7 separate regions of the Mus musculus genome follow, and all the other regions are linked to region 7. The links are chromatin contacts, called in public Hi-C and promoter capture Hi-C maps. All regions are on one chromosome and are shown on one strand. The core of a region is the stretch at or near the end of the contact, and the rest is flanking DNA. Distances in the headings are between cores, read along the strand shown.

The links. Promoter capture Hi-C pulls out the DNA fragments that hold promoters and counts their contacts. Hi-C and Micro-C count contacts between places; a contact is called where the count stands out from the background. Capture Hi-C pulls out chosen DNA fragments and counts their contacts.
Region 1: a contact with region 7 is called in a promoter capture Hi-C map of pancreatic islet. The contact joins the promoter of Rab11fip4 here to the promoter of Lgals9 in region 7. A contact is called at or near these places in 1 of 39 promoter capture datasets (cranial neural crest) and 2 of 9 other capture datasets (embryonic stem cells and pancreatic islet).
Region 2: a contact with region 7 is called in a promoter capture Hi-C map of liver, with 2.9 times the contacts expected there. The contact joins the promoter of Utp6 here to the promoter of Lgals9 in region 7. A contact is called at or near these places in 8 of 39 promoter capture datasets (the C10 cell line, embryonic stem cells, hematopoietic stem and progenitor cells and 4 more), 2 of 115 datasets of contacts at active chromatin or transcription factors (large pre-B cells and microglia) and 1 of 9 other capture datasets (adipose tissue).
Region 3: a promoter capture Hi-C map of pre-B cells shows a contact between it and region 7, with 5 times the contacts expected there. The contact joins the promoter of Rab11fip4os1 here to the promoter of Lgals9 in region 7. A contact is called at or near these places in 4 of 39 promoter capture datasets (frontonasal cranial neural crest, hippocampal neurons, neutrophils and 1 more) and 3 of 115 datasets of contacts at active chromatin or transcription factors (embryonic stem cells, memory CD8 T cells and pancreatic cancer cells).
Region 4: a contact with region 7 is called in a promoter capture Hi-C map of pre-B cells, with 6 times the contacts expected there. The contact joins the promoter of Evi2b here to the promoter of Lgals9 in region 7. A contact is called at or near these places in 11 of 39 promoter capture datasets (the 3T3-L1 cell line, the C10 cell line, the HPC-7 cell line and 6 more), 2 of 115 datasets of contacts at active chromatin or transcription factors (large pre-B cells and memory CD8 T cells) and 3 of 9 other capture datasets (adipose tissue, embryonic stem cells and macrophages).
Region 5: a contact with region 7 is called in a promoter capture Hi-C map of the HPC-7 cell line, with 4 times the contacts expected there. The contact joins the enhancer-like site here to the promoter of Lgals9 in region 7. A contact is called at or near these places in 6 of 39 promoter capture datasets (the 3T3-L1 cell line, the HPC-7 cell line, HPC-7-derived erythroid cells and 3 more) and 2 of 9 other capture datasets (embryonic stem cells and macrophages).
Region 6: a contact with region 7 is called in a Hi-C map of liver, with 2.4 times the contacts expected there. The contact joins the enhancer-like site here to the promoter of Lgals9 in region 7. A contact is called at or near these places in 3 of 39 promoter capture datasets (liver and neutrophils), 1 of 484 Hi-C or Micro-C datasets (liver) and 3 of 115 datasets of contacts at active chromatin or transcription factors (acute myeloid leukemia, embryonic stem cells and memory CD8 T cells).

The regions. Positions count from the first base shown.
Region 1 is chr11:79,589,880-79,592,579 of GRCm38.p6, reverse strand. Rab11fip4 (RAB11 family interacting protein 4 (class II)) reads right to left here and starts at 1,368. Exons shown (of 15, transcript NM_175543.3): 1 at 1,146-1,368. The coding sequence starts at 1,304.
Region 2 is chr11:79,961,073-79,963,772 of GRCm38.p6, reverse strand. It overlaps Utp6 (UTP6 small subunit processome component), which reads left to right and starts at 1,386. Exons shown (of 19, transcript NM_144826.3): 1 at 1,386-1,555. The coding sequence starts at 1,464.
Region 3 is chr11:79,621,741-79,624,440 of GRCm38.p6, reverse strand. Rab11fip4os1 (RAB11 family interacting protein 4 (class II), opposite strand 1) reads left to right here and starts at 1,278. Exons shown (of 3, transcript NR_003283.1): 1 at 1,278-1,541. The region is part of intron 3 of Rab11fip4 (RAB11 family interacting protein 4 (class II)); the gene reads right to left.
Region 4 is chr11:79,522,324-79,525,023 of GRCm38.p6, reverse strand. Evi2b (ecotropic viral integration site 2b) reads left to right here and starts at 1,262. Exons shown (of 2, transcript NM_001077496.1): 1 at 1,262-1,412. The region is part of intron 36 of Nf1 (neurofibromin 1); the gene reads right to left. Evi2 (ecotropic viral integration site 2) reads left to right here. Exons shown (of 4, transcript NM_146023.4): 3 at 1,289-1,412.
Region 5 is chr11:79,572,697-79,575,396 of GRCm38.p6, reverse strand. The region is part of intron 57 of Nf1 (neurofibromin 1); the gene reads right to left. Among named protein-coding and RNA genes, the nearest start is that of Rab11fip4, 17 kb to the left of the region's middle. Within about 2 kb of position 1,351, at least 28 of the 459 cell types and tissues checked have an H3K27ac peak or open chromatin away from gene starts, as enhancers often do. A contact at or near this core is called in the HPC-7 cell line, where this site is marked.
Region 6 is chr11:79,659,120-79,661,819 of GRCm38.p6, reverse strand. All of the region lies in intron 3 of Rab11fip4 (RAB11 family interacting protein 4 (class II)), which reads right to left. Among named protein-coding and RNA genes, the nearest start is that of Gm30718, 14 kb to the right of the region's middle. Within about 2 kb of position 1,314, at least 205 of the 459 cell types and tissues checked have an H3K27ac peak or open chromatin away from gene starts, as enhancers often do. A contact at or near this core is called in acute myeloid leukemia, liver and memory CD8 T cells, where this site is marked.
Region 7 is chr11:78,983,604-78,986,303 of GRCm38.p6, reverse strand. Lgals9 (lectin, galactose binding, soluble 9) reads left to right here and starts at 1,380. Exons shown (of 10, transcript NM_001159301.1): 1 at 1,380-1,526. The coding sequence starts at 1,488.

The sequences.
Region 1 (2,700 bases), core at 119-2,618, 610 kb before region 7:
GGGGGCCATCCCCATGCCTGAGGTTTTCTGATTCTGGATCCCAGGTTTCCGCCCAAAGCAAGGAGAATTCTCCACACCAGCAGCCTGTAGCCTCCTGGGCTGCTCAGCCTGCTCAGGTAGAAGGTATTGGCCAAGAAGTGGGACGCTGGCATCCTCTGTAGAAGAAAGGCTGAGGTAGCAGCAGGAGATGCTCCCGAGCAAACCAGAGAGGAGATAAAGGACTTTAAGGAGAACTGCAGTAGTAAGCTGTCTGAGACTGGGGACCAGAGTCCTCACACCTGACACCTGCCTCCCTCCTCCACCTCCTGCTCTCGGGGATTTCCAGGTTCTGGCGAGTGCCCAGCCACCTAGAAAGGGGTTGTCATCACCTCCCACTTGCCATCCAGTACAGCAGTTGAAACCAAGGCCCAGAGGGTCTCAGATGACCTTAGAAACCCAAAGTTCAACCAGGTCTTTTGAATCCAGAGACGCTCAACACTGCAGGGTTTCATTAACACGGTGTCCTGCCCTTCTCTCAGACACGGATACTAGCCCCTGTGAGGATGGCAGGAGGACACTAGCCCAACGCATAGGTATTCGTTACACACTGGCAGTTCAGACCCTGCCATTTCACATTGGCTGACAGTACCCACAATTCTGCTCTCTGCCACCCATGCGGCCCAACACCAACACCAGAGGCTCAGCTAACCACTCCCGGCTTGGTCCTGCTTGGCCCTCTGCAGCCAGCACAGTCTGCTGCCAGCTAGGCCTGCCCATTTAGCTTGAGTGGAAGGTCACCAGGAACTGGACCAGAATCCAGGGTGGCCCGGAGCAGACATCCCTTCTTTTCTAGGTTGGGTAGGTACAGCTAAGGACCAGAGACTGCAGAACATCCCTGCTTATCCCTGTCACCCGTAGGCCTGGCACGGTGCACACATAGCCCTGTGACTTGGTTGTGTGTGGGAGGGGGTGCTCAGAGACTGGATTTTAAGGGCACCTCTTCCCCTCCCCAAACATCAAGGGGGATTGGAGACAGACCAGGGGGAACGGCAGGTGGGCCGGCCGGCCACCGCGGGCATGCCATGTGATCCACAGAGAGGCCCGGAATGTGACTGCGCGGGGTCCCTGCGGTTTCCCCGGCCCGGGGACGCGCCCGAGCTCCTTACCTCCTCTCCTTGCCCGAAGCGCAGGCCGAGCGCCGCGACGCGCTCCACGCGTAGAAAGCCGTCGGGGTCGCGGCCGCACACCTCGAACACTTCGCGCAGGCGGCGCACGGAGCGCAGCAGAGCCGCGGGGGCGCCCGCCCAGCCCGCGCCACCCGCCATCCGCGCCGCCGGCAGCTAGCCCAAGCCCCGCGCTGCCGCCTTCGCCATCGCGCTCGCACCGCCCGGGTCTGCGGCGCGCAGCCTCCGCCCGCGGCGGCCGCTCGTGTCAGCCGCTCGTGTCTGCCGCGCGCCGCGGGCCCGCGTGGGGGCGGGGCGGGGCGGGGCTGCAGACAAAAGGACCCGAGCCTCCCCAGGCTCCGCCCCTCCTAGACCTGAGCTGGAGTTGGGGGGTGGGGGGTGGTTGGAACTCAGCGCGGCCCGTGCACCCCGCGGCTAGCCAGTGTGCACCGGCCGCGTCCTTTGTCAGCGCTGGGTGTTGCAGGTGTTCCTTGCCTAGTATTCGATTGCTGCTTTCGCTTCCCTGGAAGCGGAGACCCCTGAGAAGCCGTTCCGCTTGTTGAAGGAAAGGGATGGGCGCAGTGTGGAGGAGCAGGGAACCTTAGAATGGTGGCGGGTGGAGGGGACTAGAAGTGGTGGTGGGAGGAAGTGTCTTCCATTAGGCTTAGTGTCAACAGGGCCCAGAAACACCGGTGGCTTGGGAACCCGTAGCTCCTGTCCTCTCTTATTTTGCTGGCAGCCTCTCAGAGCTCGGGACTCCATCCTGGGTGTGGACGACCCAACCAATTTTGCCTTCTCCTAGTGAAGTTCAACTGAGCAGAGGTCAAGCCTAGTCTCCCGTCTACCCATCAACCTTGTTCAGCACAACAGACCACTTAGGAGTGGTTGCGCCCAACTCAAGCACAGACCTTGCCTGAGCCCCCAGATATGCGCAGGCTTCTTCCTCAGTCTGTCTCACCTCAGTTCTGAGCCCTTCTTCCAAATCCCCATGCATTTCTAAAACTTTGCTAGGGTGTGCATGGTGGGAAACTCTAAGGGTTATGCTATGTCTTAGTGTCCTCATGTTTTTGATCTCTGGTCAAGTGTGAGCCCAGAGCAATTCAGTGGTGTGAACAGGGAGTGCAGGGGACTTGTACCCAGTTTGGCACAAGGACCACACAGGGCCTCCCTCTCTGAGCCTCCAATTCCATTCTGGTCTTCAGGATGAGTCTTAAATATGGATGTCCTGAGTGGCGACTGCTTAGTCTCCCCTGGAGTCAGGACTCCAAGGGTGAGCCAGGCTGTCCCCCCATTTGATGCTTTACTCTTCCAGAGGTCCAATCTCCCTGGGAAGAAAGCCTTGTGGCTTTAAGGATCAGAGTCTACCGTGTTCATGGAGTCAACCACTAGAGAGGGGAGGTGTACCGTCCTGAAAAGTGATTTTTGTTTTTGTTTTTGTTTTTCTTTTCTTGGTAGGTGGATGCCTCTCTGTGAGGTACTAACACATGAATGAATGAATGAATGAATGAATGAATGATAAATGGAAAGCAGGTTGCAGCTGGGGCCTGCCCCCTGGTGG
Region 2 (2,700 bases), core at 137-2,636, 980 kb before region 7:
AGGAAGGATTACAATCTGTCAGGCTTGTTGACTTCCTTGAACTTAAAGAAACGTTATAAATGCCTTACACTTGCGCATTTATTTGTTGATTTTTTTTTTTATTATTACAAGCTTCCTGCCCACACTGGACTTGCTGTTCACAGTCATCCCCATTCTGACTAATAACAACAAGTCCTGCGTTACTATTACAAGGAAACTGCATCTTTAATTTACATACATGATTTCCTTCCATGTCTCAGATCTTAGATCTGAAAGGGCTGGGAAGTGATGAAGCTCACATTGACCTTTGTGTCAGTTCTGAGGCCAGTGGGACAAGATGTGAAACAGAAAGGGAAGGAAAGCAAGGAGCTGGGTGGCTCTGGGTGACTATGAAGTCTAGTTCCCTCTCATAAATCACGTAGAAGACCGGGGTAACGACGTGAGTGTTCTAATAACAGGTCTAGCAAGAAGCCCTGCTTTGGCTTTTTATCATCTTCCAGAACTTAACAGAGAAGGGAACCACAGATTTTTTTTTTAAGGTGGTAGTAATTATACAGCAATGTTGCTTCCAAGGTGGATCTCTTAGAAACACTAATTTGCTTGGACAATGTTGTAAGGAAGATCTGTGTAAATATTGATCTATTTCACCAACTTTCAAACTTTTCATTGTTTTCTAAAACAAATGACAGTTTCTGCTATTTATCCAGTGCCTAAAATTTTGAAGTATTTTGTCTACATAGGTCAAGATATTTATTTTTAATTTAAAAACCGTGTGTGTATTCACGTGGGCGGGCACACGCGCCATAGAACGCGTGTTGAGATCAGAGGATAATTTGCAGGAGTCAGTGCTCTCCTTCTACCGAATTTAGGTTGCCAGGCTAGGTAGCACGATGGCCCTAATTATTTAAATAATACATTTTTTCTCACCATTTTAAAAAGAACCAACCATTCAGAGGCTTTCATTGGGACGTGAAAATGCACGGTTACCATACTGGTTTCGTGAAGCCAGCCGACTAAGACCAGGGCAGCTGGTCCGCAGCCTTAGAGCCTCATCGAATTTGCATAATTAACAATATCGTCTTCAGTTACATTTTTTAGTTTTCAGTGTTCTCGGTGACGAGAAGCGAGAACCTGCGACAGGAGCATGATAAAAACAAATGACTTCCAGGTAGCGTACTTAAAGCTCCTATCAGGTATTCCGGGAGGAGCTTTTTCCGGTCTCCGAGGCGCGAGGATTTAGCCCCGCCCCCAGCCCCGCCCCCGCAAAAGATGCATTCCCAGACCGGAAAAGGTTCTTGCTGCAATCCTATAGTCAACCACAGGGAGGCGACAGCGGCTTCGCTAGAAAAGAGGGGCTCCCCAATGGCGGAAGCGGAAAAGGCGGGACTTACGAAGCACGTTCAGTCAATCACTAAGAGTGAGGCTGAAAGGTGGCTGTTCTCTACGCTTATCGGCCGCCCGGCTGCTTGTGAAGTTCCAGCCTCATGGCGGAGATAATTCAGGAACGTATAGAAGATCGAATCCCGGAGTTGGAACAGCTGGAGCGCATCGGACTCTTCAGTCACGCGGAGATTAAGTGAGAGAGGATCAGGGAAGAGGAAGGAGCGGGGAGGCCGGAGGGGAGCTTGAGGCCAGTGTGTGGCGGGGACCGGCGTGCTGACTTTTCTGAGTTTGTTTGTAGCTACCATGCTAGCAGAGGGAAAAGTCCGTGGCTGGAATTTGACCACGGTCAGAATTCAACTTTAACGTATTGCAATGCGATCCATAATCAGTCCGTTTACCCTTCCTACTGACCGTCATCCAATGGTCAGGGTCTTGCGGCCGTAAAGGTGATCCAGCCAGGATCCTAGCCCGTCAAGGATACTGGGCAGTGTGAATGGCGGGAGAATTCCGATTAGAAAATGGTTATAGTTTAAAAGTTTGGGGTATACAGCTTTAGATAGTCGAGTACAGCGCCACGGAAGCCCAGGGGGAGTGGGTAGGTCTCCCTAACTAAACTTATAGACTGAAGACCATTCAATTCATTTCCTATGCTTCTTTAGCGCTCTGCCACAGGGCACGGAATATAGTTGGCATTTGGTAATTTGGTAAAATCAGTTACTTTTAGTGATTTTCTGTAACAGTTTACTTTTCTATGACTCTAGATAAAAGTGCAGTAGTAGTGTGAGTGTAGGATCCGCAAAGAAAAACGTTAGGAAACACCGCGAGGACGCTTAGAAAGTGCTAAATGTTGCCCGGAGTCAGGGCACCGGCCTTCAATCCCAGGACTTGGGAGGCAGAGGTGGGCGGATCCCTGTGAGTGCTACCTGTCTGGAAAAACAAGGGGGGCGCGGTGCTAAATGTGTTACCATTCTTAAATATTGTCTTGAGTATTCTGTTTTTCTTAGAACACATGTATGCTCACTCCTTTGTCGTAATATTTAGTTAGAGACAATTTAGGTTTTAAGAATTTACATGCTGAAAATAGACCCAAGATTTTAGGATAGAGATTTGGTTAACAAAAACCTAAGCATTGAAGCTAAGAGCATTGCAGAGTGCTTGCTTAGCATGCCAACGCCTTGAGTTTGATTCTAGAGAATGTATACATACACACACACACACACACACACACACCCCAAGACAAGCCCCTAAGTAGCCTAAATTTGGAGGAGAAATCTTTGTTAGTATGTATAAATAATAAAAAGCATTAGGCATTATTTACTTTGCTGGTGGGAACAGTAA
Region 3 (2,700 bases), core at 29-2,528, 640 kb before region 7:
GCATCTCTGTTCTCCAACTTCTCACTGCAAGCTTCGTTTTGACATGTCTTTGAAACATTGGACCTCAAGGGTGAAGGGGATGCAGAGACTCGGATGATTGTGGATCCCTGATTTGTCCTTGCATTAAATCAGACCTAGCCTGGCTGGGCAAGTCCTGCTTTTTGGCCAAGAAAACTGAGGTTCTGAGATGTTGAGGGGAACTTGCTGAAGTTGTATGGGTAGTCAGTGGCCTTAGTGAGGTGCGGATCCCATTTTTAAATGACGGTACCGCCTACTCATTCTGCACCCTCCACAAAGGCTGGGCCCAAAAAGAGTCCAGGGCCACTTAGTGTCAGCCCCACATTGGGGGTTCTCTGTCCCAGGTCTGGTTCCATTGGTCCTGAATGCATTCATGGACCGGACACAGTAAAACAGTTCTGGAGCCCTCAGCGCTGGCCTTACACACACTTGGAGCCTGGTTATCCAGGTCTACCCCTAACGGTTCTCAAGCTGAGCACAGTCTGGAACCAGACTTGTACCCTGGCCCCACAGCGGCTGGACGTTTAGTCTCTGTCATCTTCAAATTGTTAGACAAAATTTACAGGTTCCCTTTGTGAGGAGCAGGCATCTGCACTAAGCAGACTGGACAGAAAGAGCCTTGCTCATGACAGTGTCTCGTGCCACTAAGACGGAAACTAAACTGCTATGTGGAAATCAGGAGGGTCTTAGCTGGTACGGTAAGGGAGTCTCCTGCTACCTTAACCCTTTCAAAATAGCAGTTTGATGCTGGCCAATCAGCTTTTTGTTCCTGTTATTCAGTTTCTTTATTCCTGTGATAGCAACACTATGTTTTAAGTTTAAATTACTGTGCTTAAGAGAAATATAAAGCAGAAATGCTTCACCAGGGGGTAGTGCATGCCTTTAATCAGGAGGCAGAGGCAGGGGGATCTCTCTCAGTTTGAGGGCGTTCTGGTCTACAGAGGGAGTTCCAGAACAGTCAGGGCTACACAGAGAAACCCTGTCTCTAAAAAACAAAACAAAACAAAACAAAACAAAACAAAACAAAAGCCTGTAACCTGTAAGGTCCACTTGCTCAAGGACAGATAACTTCCTGAAATGCTGTAGTTTATGTACGATAACAAACCACACATTTTCACTTCTGTAAACAAGCTTGGTTGCCCCAACTGCACAGGATATGCACTTGATCATGGGTAGGCGGAGGAGGTACATAGGCAGGAAGTACGTCAGGATATATGCCTGCCCCTGGTTGGACAAAGGCAGGAAGTTTGTAGCCTCGTGAGTTTTGCCTTTATAAACTCCTGACTAATGGAATTCGGGGGCCATTCTCTGAGCTTGAGTCTCAGGAATGGTCTTGGCCAGTATATTTTTTTAATTAATTTATTTATAATATATACAGCATTCTGCCTACATGTATGCCTGCAAGCCAGAAGACTTCAATATAGATAGTTATGAGCCACCATGTGGTTGCTGGGAATTGAAATCAGGACGTCTGGAGAAATAGCCAATGCTCTTAACCTCTGAGTCATCTCTCCAGCTCCCCGGTCAGTATTTAATAAACCCTGTTGTATTAGAATTAAGTCATCGTCAGATGGTGAATCTCTGAATGACCAGATCCGTTACTGTTCCCACCTTACAAAACCCACTGTCCTGTTCCTGCCCTAGATCTTGTGTTAGTCCTGTTGTCAATGAAGGACTCGAGGAAGAGAGGGAGGGAGGGAGGGAGGGAGGGAGGGAGGGAGGACGAACTTATCTTGGCTCATGGTTTCAGAGTCTCACTGGGATCCATTGCTTGGAGACTGAGGTAAGACAGAGTAACACGGCAGTAGGAATGTGTGGTAGAAGCGTCATACCTCATGGTGGGGAAGGGCAGGGTGGTGGTGGTGGTGGTGGTGAACCTGATCTACCGACTTTTCCCTTTCTTGTCCTTTCATTCCGTCTGACAGGATGGCGGGGCCTGTATATTCAGGGCACATCTCCTTTTAGTTAACCCTCTCTGAAAACACCCTCCCCAACCCACCCTGAATGGCCTTTCCTAATCTTCTAAGTCAGTGTTTCTTACCTGTGGGTTCTGACCCTTTTGGGGACACATATCAGATCCTGTATATCAGGCATTTACATGACAATTCATAACAGTAACACAATTACAGCTATAAAGTAGCAATAAAATGACCTCATGGATGTGAGTGTCACCACAACATGAGGAAAGGGTCCTAGTACTAGGAAGGTTGAGAACCATTGTTGCAAGTATGTCTCAATCTGATCAGGCTCAATTATGAGAACCTAGGTAAATAATCTAACACCAGGATATACTCAGCCCGCATAACTGCAATCTTCAACTGAATTGATACACTTCTGTCTCTTGATAGTGCCTTAGCTTTCTCCGACACGGTCTGTTTGGCCACCCTCAGCATTACCAGACACCTCATATAGCTTCCTCCCTGCCGAAGCCCAGTTGGACACCACCACGCAGAATACTATGGCTCTAGCCTTCTTCCATTTCTCAGGGAGGTGGCCTCAGGATGAGGGACTACCCAGAGCCAGAGGGGTTTTGGAGCTGACTTGGGTGAGAAACCAAAAGAGTCCTCATCCAGCCGGAAGGTTCCCTGGAGACTGTGGATAGTGCAACTTAAACTGTCTCTGTGGTACACAGCTGTGCTTGCAAACAGTCCAATGCATTATAAACAGATCATTTGGCGATAA
Region 4 (2,700 bases), core at 13-2,512, 540 kb before region 7:
TCTGATGAGCAGTCAGTGCTCTTAACTGCTGAGCCATCTCTGCAGCCCGATGGTGTTACCCTTGACCATCACATTTACCTCTGTCAACTCTGTTACTTCAAATTCTGGGTTACATCTTTAAATGAACTGTGTGTTGAGAGGCACATGAAATCAAATTATTTTCTTTCTATCTTTTTTAATGTGTATGGGTATTTTGCTTGCATATGTGTCTATGCACTACATATGTGTCTGGTGCCCACAGAGGCAAGAAGAGAGCACCAGATCCTCTCTAGGACTGGAGTTACAGATGGTTGTGAGCTTCCATGTGGGTGCTGGGAGCTGAACTTGGTTGTTTGGAAGAACAGTCAGTGCTCTTAACTGCTGATACAAATTTTCTCATGAATTTACTACTAGTTTTAAAAAAAAGTTCCTCTCCCTAAATGTTTAGTAAATCATAACCAGATAAAGCAAAGTGTCGATAAAATGAAAATTAAAGCACAGAGGGCAAGCAGACTTTCCCCTTTCACTTTTACTCTCCAGAGCATCATGAATGTCTTTCTTTCTCTCACATCTCTTCTGGCTGCTCTGCCCTAGTCCTTTTGTGGTTATAAGGTCTGGGGGTGGAGTGAGGGGTTTTGTTTGTTCTGTAATTCAGGCTGGCCTCAAAGTCACTGTGTGTGATGATCTCCAACACACCAGAGAGCCTCCTGCTCTGCCTCTAAAATGCTGAGATTACAGGCATGCATCATTATGCCAGGCTCTGCTTGTCTTCTTCAAGGGTAAAACAGACCTGATTGGAAATGACTTCAGACAGTTGCTCCCATTTTCTGCAATCAAAGATGAAGTTGGGTGGCAGACACAGAATAATTCAGTTATCCTCATGGAGTCAATTTAAGCTACCGATGAAGGAGTAACACTCACATGCACGGCTCACCTGCCATGGGAGGTGTCATCTTACCCAGTGCTCACAATGTTCCAAAACAGTAGGTTTTTAGAGGAGGAAATGGTGAGTGAGAAGGCACTGACTTGCCTGAGACCTACACAACATTCATTTCTTCTAATAAGAAATATCCCTCAGAATTTACCTCAGAATAGATAATTTCTCAGGCAAGACTCCGTCCTAAATTTTTAGATTATGGATCCCCATGCCTGGAGAGTCAGGGATCAGTTACAAACATCAGCTACAAGCACTTAAAGTTATATAGATTGTGTTTCAAAATACGCTCTGGTGAAGGAGCAAACTCTTAGTCATTCTGTGGCATATTGCACTTCCTGTAACGGCTACTGATAAACTTCCTCTGCTGCACAGAAGCCGTCTCAGTGCGCTGGAGACCACCGTTAATCCGCACTGAAACACCCCTTTGCTCTCTCAGCCAAATCACCAACATGTCCTGTTAGAACAAGAATTTACATTCTGCGAAAGAAGTTCACAGGTAAGCACACCTGGACACAGGCCCTCTGATTTCTGATTTCAGTTTTGCTTATTTATTTTAAAAACTAAAACAGTATTAGTGTTTCATACTTAGTTGAATTCAGCTCTCAACAGTTTAAAGATGTCTACAGAAAGTTTCTGTGGTCCTGCTGTGCAGAATTTTATAAATTTATACTCAGGGTTGATACTGTCTGAAAGATTTTTATCAAGATTTTAATATTATCAGCCCTTTGAAGTTTACTCAGTCAAAATATTTGTTAAATCACTTTAATAATTTTAAGTAAGGCAAGAGTTAAAAATAAAATTAAATTCTACAGGCTTTGACTAAATTTACAATCTCTAAAATATTGTTTAAAAAATTCTCAAGCTGGGGCAGAGCCTGCCCCACATGTATAAGGCCTGGGGTTTGGCCTGGCATTGTAAACAGAGAGGGGACAGAGTCTAAGTTACTTTCTACACAGACTGTCTATTCCTATAGATTTAGATTATCTCATCAGTATTTTCCCCACTATTTAGAAAGAAAAAAAAAAAAAAAGTCAGTGCTTTTACATGCAGCCCAGGCCGGCTTCTAACTCAGATCTTTCTGTCTCCAACACACAAGTTACTAGGATTAAAAGCATTCACTACCATTACTGGCATAAATTATTTTTGTCTAACACTTTAGTTTATAAACCATCAATGGTCACCTTCGTTTTAACTTAAAGAGAAATTAAATTAGATGTCATTTTTGTATAAAATAAATTTTATATTTAAGTAATAATTATGACATATATTATGTCATTTTAAAAGTTCCATAAGGCCGGACATGGTGGCGCATGCCTTTAATCCCAGCACTCAGGAGGCAGAGGCAGGTGGATTTCTGAGTTCGAGGCCAGCCTGGTCTACAAAGTGAGTTCCAGGACAGTCAGAGCTATACAGAAAAACCCTGTCTCGAAAAAACCAAAAAAAAAAAAAAAAAATAAGGTAAAAGTTCCATAAGGAAAAAATATTATGATAAAGTGGGTATGTGCATATTCACATGTGTGCTTATGCCACATACTCTGAGCTGACCTGTTAGTGAAGAATATGAACAGAAAGAAACATTCACAGAAAGAACGTTTTGTAAAAACTTGTTGGTATATACAAAAGATACTTGCCTTGTGACTAAATGGAACAATTACATAAAATAAATAAAAATGCACTGAGCTTCCAAAGACCTGCAATCCCAAAGAAAAATAATTTGGAAGTGGGTTAGGTCCTATTTTAACACTTTATCAACATAACTTTTCTTTATAGCATCCTGGTTTAAT
Region 5 (2,700 bases), core at 102-2,601, 590 kb before region 7:
TCGTGTTACTACTGAGCTGCAGCTCCTGTCTGGAAAATAACACACAGATAAGATACTAACACACGTAAGGAAATACCTGAGTAGTCTGGGAGAACTTAGATGTCATCACCTATATAGGAGCCCACTTGGGTTCAAACTGCATTGCTCACTTCCCTACAAACAGCAGAGCAAACCTGTTGGAAAACGTTTCTCCGTATGAGCTGGCAAGCACGCTGAAGGATAAAGCTTATGCTCTGCTTTTTTCAGCAGAGAATGAACCCAGGGCCTTGTGTATACACACAGCACTCCACCACTGAGCTAGATTCTTAGCCTCAAAGTCTGAGTCCTAATCGGGTGGAGAACTCTCGCTGCCTCTATAATAAGAGTGAAAGATCTGGGTGCTGAAGCTGGAACCCCCAGCTGCTTGCCCTCCACTAAGCCACTGGATGCTGACTCTCGCCTCTGCGCAGTCCGAGGGTTAAGGGTACACTGCCTACCTTACAGGGCTGCTAAGAAGTTGGGTAACAATCTATATGAAGAACTTTTCTGAATTGCACAGATAAAATAATCTTTTAAAAATAGACTAAGATGTTTCTAATACCTCGAATAAAAGAGATTAAATAATAAGCAAATGGAGTTTTAGGACAAATGTATAGGACTTCAATTTAATGCTGGAATTTGTAAAATTACTGGAGCGGAGCTAATGTAAAGAACACAAAACGTCTTAAAAAGAAGCCAAGTGTGAGAGCTTTGGCGATGTTTATGCTGTGGAAAAAGCGTCTGTGGAGAGATGGATGGCAAGGGTGTATTTAGCGGCCCTTGTATGACTGGACACACAGACTCGGCACTGCGGGAATCCAAGAATGGATGGGCTTCTCCTGCTGCCCCACTGCTTCCTCATCTCTCTGCAGCAATACAAAGATTACAAGACGCCAACAGGTCCTCTCTGAATCAGGCAGCAGTGTGCTGCTACATGTCTGCTTAGTGCTGACAGTCAGTTAAGGACACTTTCTTTACAGCATGAGTCAGAACAGTTAGTTTTAGGATAGCTTTAGGATGGGTTTGGTTTTATGATGGGGTCAGCTTTATTTTTGGGGGTGGGAGAAACAACTATTTTCTAAGCTAAAATCCCCTCTTCCTCAAAGACCTCGGTCTGCTTCTCTGCTGATGCCCCATAGTGTTTGGTTAACCAAGGACAGGGTAGGTAGAAGTGGCAACTGAACCAAACAGGCCATACTGATTATATAGTTCTGTATGTCCAGAAATGTCACCAAGCAACCACTTTTCAAGTTCCTGTTTTCAAGTACCTGAGCCTTCAACTCAACTTCTAGGGACTGGGGAAGTCTCAAGCTGTGGGCCTAGCTTGAGTTTAGAGGAAGCGATGTTCTGTATAAGGCCACAGTGGGAGAGGCTATATGCAAATTGTTGGCTTAGAGCGTGCAGAGGAGCTTCAGGGGGATGAGGAGAGGACAAAGAAGGGAATGATGTCCAGAGGAGCGAAAAGCAGGGGAAAGCTGTTAGACACTTGCTACCTTCCCTGGTTTGCAGAAGGAAGCTGGCTTTATTTATGGGATTCTAACCAGTAATTTCCTAGGAATAATCTGTAAATAAGCAGAAGTTACTGACTCTTCTAAGCACACCATGAGAAGTATCACAAAGCATTAAAATAAGTCACTTGAGTACACTGCACCATCCTTAATACCCTGAGAGCCTCAGAGGCAGGTAAGGCCTCAAACAGACCTGCTGGTGTGAATATATGCACTTTTTTCTTTTCTTTTGAGACAGTCTCATAATATAGCCCAGGCAGGTCTGGAACTCATTATGTAGCTGAAGATGACTCTGTGTGTGTGTGTGTTCATGCATGAGTTTAAGTGTGGCTATCAAAAGACAACTCTTGAGGTCGGTTCACACTTGGCAACAGAACTGCATACAAACATCTCTATCCAGTTAGTCCTTTCACTGGCTCCAATTTTGGTTATTTTCTACAAAGCAATACAGTATAAATTCTATGTTTAAGAAAAAAAAGGGGGAGGAGGCTGGTGAGATGGCTCAGTGGGTAAGAGCACCTGACTGCTCTTCCGAAGGTCCAAAGTTCAAATCCCAGCAACCACATGGTGGCTCACAACCATCCATTACAAGATCTGACTCCCTCTTCTGGAGTGTCTGATGACAGCTACAGTGTACTTACATATAATAATAAATAAATCTTTAAAAAAAAAAAGAACTGTCTTAGAATGTGTTAAATACTACTAAATAAGTAAGAAATAACTTTCACTTAAAACTCAATTCTAACACCCACAGGCACAAACTATCAGTCCCTGTATTGAAGGCATCTTTCATCTTTAAGTGTGTGAAAGTAGGGCCTAAAGAGATGGCTCAGAGGTTTAGGTCACTGGCTGCTCTCTCAGAGGACCTGGGTTCAATTTCCAGCATCCACATGGCAGTTCCCAACTATCTGTAACTTCAACTACAGAGGATCTGGTGCCCTTTTCCGGCCTCCTCGGGAAATGCATGTACAGAAGCATAGACACAGGTAAATTATTCACGCACCTTAAAAAAAAAGTAAAAGAAAACTTTTTCTCCCTCCCGAGTCAGGGTTTCTCTGTGTAGCCCTGGATGTCCTAGAACTGCTCTGTGGACCAGGCTGCCCTGGAACTCAGACAAATCCACCTTCCTCTGGCTCTCAAGTACTGGGATTAACGGCATGTACAACCACTGCCT
Region 6 (2,700 bases), core at 65-2,564, 680 kb before region 7:
CCAGGGAAGGGCCCTGGAAATTGCCCCAGGGAATGTGGGAACCCAAGCAATTATCACCTGCCTCTTGCTCTGGGAAGGGAGACAGAGGCTTGGAGAGCATCAGGAACCAGTGCAAAGTGGGGCCCAATCCAAAATGACTAGAGCAGCAAGCACGGAGGCAGGACCTCTGACCCCTCTGCTACTTTAGGGGGAGGGGGCAGGGGTGCTATAAATCAGCCAGTAGAAAACTGGTGAGTCCTTAAGAGTTCAGCAACGAATCATTTCTAGCTCTTTTGGGGAAAGCAAGACCAGAAGTGGGAGATGGAGAGGTGACGGAATGCTGTCTAGGGCTGTATTGGTACCACGTTTACAGAGGCTTCGATGCTAGGCCCTGGGAAACACTTGTCGCAACGGAGAAGCAACTATGTCAACAACTTACATTGAGGTGGACTGTGGGCTCTTACGGGACTCAAGGGCATAGGCTGGTGGCCTGCGCACACCTCCACCCATAGGAGCATCTTGCTGAGGGGAAGCAGGACCTGTCTCAAATCCCTACACTACTAGGCTGGTTCTGTCTTCTAACCCTTCAGATGCCCCGTGAGAGGGGAAAAGCAGGAAACTGGCTTCATGCAGCAGCCATCACCTATGGAAACAACTTCACCACTTACAGCTCCCTAGGGAAGCAGCCCAGCTAAGAGCAGGACACTGATGGGGGCTGACAAGCTCTCTTCCCATTTCCACCAGATTCCCCCTAAAACACTTCTGGAACAGCGCCACAGGGATCGCGGGCACCCTCCTCGGGCACCAAGTTGGTTCCGCTCACGCTCGCACCTGGGCGCTGGCCGAAGGCCCGGAGCAAGCAGAGGGGTCAGTGGTTTTGCGAAGGTACTCTGATCTCCCTGGCCAGCACAGGGAGGGTAGAGGCGAATCCACCAACTTCCCACTCCTGGTGCAAGCTAGGTGCGTCCCGCGGTCGCCGCTTACCTGGCATCCGGGAGCCGGCGGGGAGCGCATCCCCCGACCGGCTGCAGGTCGGGCCGCTGTAGATGAACAAGAAGCCAGCGGCTGGTCGAGTCGGGTCCGGCGGGGTACACGGGGACGAAGCCAGCACCGTGCTCAGAAAACAATCCGGGAGGCGCGCTGCTCCGCACCAGTTGAAGCCGCCGGTCCCGCCCCCGCCCGCACCCGTTGCCGGGAGACCCGCGTGGGCCGAAGGGGCTCTTTGTATCAAAGCTGCCGTGACATCACGAGGCGCCCAAGCTCCCCGGGCTCCGGCGGCCGGGCCTCGCACAGGGGGCGGGTCCTGAGGCTCGGAGGCCTGGGAACCCGAGCCGAGGGGGCGGGGCCCAGGTAGCCCCGCCCACCCAAGGTAAGGGGCAGGTGGCGGAGGCGGTGGCCGCCAATGGCCACACGGTCGGCGCCTCGGTGGGTGGAGCTTGTCTGAGCGTGCAGTTTACTGCCAGCAGGTCAAACACTAGAGTTTGGATGAAATTCTCCGGCCATCTCAATGCTATGTCCCTGTTTGATGTCCTCAAACTTAATATCTCAGTGCTGCGAGACTCCGGCAGCACTGTTCAGCTCAAACTCGCGAACTAAAAGCCTGCCCCAACCCACCACCAGCTGAAATCTGATTTGGAGTCCTACCCACTACTTTGTTTTCTTCACACCAAGCGAAAGCTATCCATAGCTAGCCCAGCACCAAGACACAAGTGGCAAGTATACAAGAAACAAGTACCAAGATAAGAACTAGAGAACTCAACAAAGAAAGATTTCCATCAGAAACACCGTCTCCCTCTCAGGCTTTCACACCATTCAGGATTTAAACATGGCCGAAATGTTTAGAATTCAAGCAAGACAGCAAACGCTAGGACCAGTTTCCCTTCATTTTGGTAGTGTTTTACATAACTCGGGAAAAGCCTGATTACCTTCCTGACTGGCCTCAAGCCACGTTCTCATGTTCTTCATACACTACACACTGACACAAATACTTGGGTATACTTAGAATGGGCAAGGTGGCTTCACATCACACACACACACAGACACACACACACACTCATATACACACATACTCACACTCATACAGACTCATACTCATACACATACATACTCACACACACACACACACACCTACCTCTGCTGCTCTCTAGCTCAGCATTTTTCAACCTTTGGGCTGCAACCCCTTTGGAGTTGGAAGACCCTTTCACGGTGGTCGCATTTCAGATATTTATATTACAATTCATAACAGTAGCAAAATTACAGTTATGAAGTAGCAATAAAAATAACGTTATGGTTGGGGGTCACCACAGCACGATGACCTGTATGTTAAAGGGTCACAATATCAAGAAGACTGAGAACCACTACTCTGGCCCTTTGCTCTCAACCTCTTTCTCACCCGCTGTGTGTGAGCAATAAATTTCCAACTACCTCTCTGCTTACCTGGTCAAAGCCCACTAGAGTTGCAGCTTTGCTTGGACAGCCTTAGCTAGAGGGGACCTCCACGTAAGGTCTGTGAGAGTGGTGAATCCCATCTTGTAAGGCCTTCTCTGAATTTATGTCTTGTAGTTTCTACACAACCTTTGGAACTGCGTACAGATGCCATAGACAGTTTCTCACACTGTCTCGGTCCAGTCTCCATCCTAGCTAGTCAGGGTCAATGAACCATATCTCGGCTTTGGAGGACAGCAGAGCTGGGTTTGAGTCCAGCTCCTTGACCTGGGAGTT
Region 7 (2,700 bases), core at 131-2,630:
CAGTCCCACCCCCACCCCAAACCTGTCCTGCAATTCTTTGCTTCACTGATTATTTCCCTTAACTCATAACCTAAGCTGCAGGAGCTGGGTTTTGGTTTTGTGTTTTTGTTTAAGGCAGGGAAAGGCTGGTGATGTAGTTCAGTTGGTGGAGTGCATGTCTAGCTCATAGGAAGCCTTAGGTCCTAACCCCGGCACCATCAGGTAGAGGTGAGTCATAGGTATAATCCAAGCACTTGGGAGGTAGAGGCAGGAGGATCAGAAGTTCAAGGTTGGGGCTGGAGAGATGGCTCACTGGTTAAGAGCGCTAATTGCCCGAAAAACAAAAACAAAACAAAACAAAAAACAAAGACAAAAACAAAAAACCAAAAAAAAGAGCACTGACTGTTCTTATGAAGGTCCAAAGTTCAAATCCCAACAACCACATGGTGGCTTACAACCATCTGTAATGACATCTGACATCCTCTACTGGTGTGTCTGAAGACAGCTACAGTGTACTTACATATAAATAAAAAATAAAAATTATTAAAAAAAAGAAGAAGTTCAAGGCCATCCTTGGCTACATACTGGGTTCAAAGCCAGCCTGGTCTACATGAAGAAAAGGAGGAAGTGGGGAGGGAGGAAAGGAGGAGGGAGCAATTATGTATGTTGTAGACTAGGCATGCTGGGAATTCATGATGGGTCATCTCTCCTGGCTTCAAAACTATTTCAAATATTTCCTAGGGTCTCCTCCCTTGTCACTTGGAATATTCTACTGTGTCCAAAGTATGTTTCCTCTTCTTACCCCAAAACAGAGGGACAGAGGGGAGAGACAAGGAGAACAGACAAATTCACAGGCAGATGGCAATGAAGTTCCCAGGGCCCCCACATAGTCCACATTAACAACCTCAGCGGTGGTGTGTTTCTTGCAAAATAGCTCTCCATGGTTAAGCTTTCACACCAGGGAGAGATGCTTCTTGGAAGCCTACAGCATCACAGAGATTTCGGAGTGCCCGTAAGGAGTTGTGTAACCTTGCTCATGCTGCCCCTTGGTCTTTCTGAGCACTGTTTTCTCTGCACATACAAAGGTCTGAGGAAGGTCTTTTCCACGGATGCCCACCCAGAGGACAAATGAAGGCTCAGCTCTGCTAGATGGGGTGAGGAAGCAGGCTCAGAAGCACAGCCACTTCTGGCCGAGGCTGTCGAGGAACGCCTGCTGGCCATGTGACTGGTTCTCTGGGCAGAGCACAGGAAGGGAAAGTCAAGGCAGAGCAGGGAACACCCAGTGTCCACTGGTCCTAGGTCCTCCCACTGAGTCCCACCTCCAGCCCTCCACCCTGACATCAGCTTTCTTTTTCTCTAGACACTTCCCTCAGCCACTGAGCTCCTCCCCTTGAAGAAGTGCCAAATAGCTGTGGTTTCTGTTTCCTAGCTCAGCCCTGCCCTGCGCAGAGTTCTGTCGTCCACCATCGAGTGAGGAAGAGAGCATTGGTTCCCCTGAGATAGAAGAGATGGCTCTCTTCAGTGCCCAGTCTCCATACATTAACCCGGTGAGTTGTGGGATGCAGTTGTGGGGTGATTGAGGAAAAGCTAACGGCCACATCCAGGGGAAGTTGCTCTGGACCTGTGGGGAAACAACGGAGTGGCACAGATAGAGGGTGGGGTGTCCTGCAGACAGCACATAAGGGACAAACATGCCAGGCATGTCAGCTGGGTCATCCTGATGCAGCTCGTGTCTCATGCTAGGCTTGCTGTGCCTCTGAGGACCCAAGGGTGCCACTCACTATGATTTATGAGGTGAATTAACATGTGCCTGTTCCATGCTACCTGGTAGCATCTACAAAGGAAGGAGACGGTTTATATGATGATGTGGATGGGCTTGTTGGGGGTGGGGGGAGGTAGCAGGTAGCAGATATTCACATGACACTTAAAGTGTCTGCCTTAGAGAGGATCTCTGTTCAGCCATTTACAAACTAGGTGATGTCGCACGCGCAGTACTTTCTCCTCTCTGTATCTGTAAAATGGAAATAATACTTAGTCTGTCTCCTGAGGTTAAAACAAGGAGAAAGCAGATAGCACACGTGGGTGTTTAAACAGCACCTGGAACATGGAGGTGTCTTGGGAGTGCACGGGAGGGGAACAGGGAAGCCCTCCCCTCTGTTCTCCAAGGGCCACATCAGAATTCACCCAAGAACACTTCCAGAGTGTGTGCAGACAGGCAAGTAGGGACTGTCTTTTAGTGCAGGGTGCAAAGGGCTGCCTTGGGCTCCTTTTTCCACCCCCTGTCTATAGGTGGTTTTGTTTATACACTAGGAAGCTTAGTAGCCACACTGTAAGTGGAGACACTGAGACTTTGAGAGGTCGAGGCCTTGCCACATGTCCTCAGATGGTGGGTGACAGCGAAGGAAAGTGCTTTTCCCAGAAGAGGGGATGCTCATGGGGAGATGGCAGTAATGGAGACGAAAGTGATGCTCCCAGGAACCTTCTGTAGAGTCGCCGTGTGTGCAGGTGGGAGATAGCAGGGTCTGTAGGTGAGCTGGCTGCCAGAGCCCAGCGTCAGAGCCTGATCTAGCACGGCTCTGGGCTTTGCTTGGGGCTACCAGTGTCCTCAGCCACAGGGTTAAGGCTTCTAACTTGGGACCTGCATGGAAGGTAGATGGGAAAGCTAGAAGGGACTGTCCAGTGTCTCTGTGGGGCCTTCAAGGGCAGGACGTGTCACAGGGG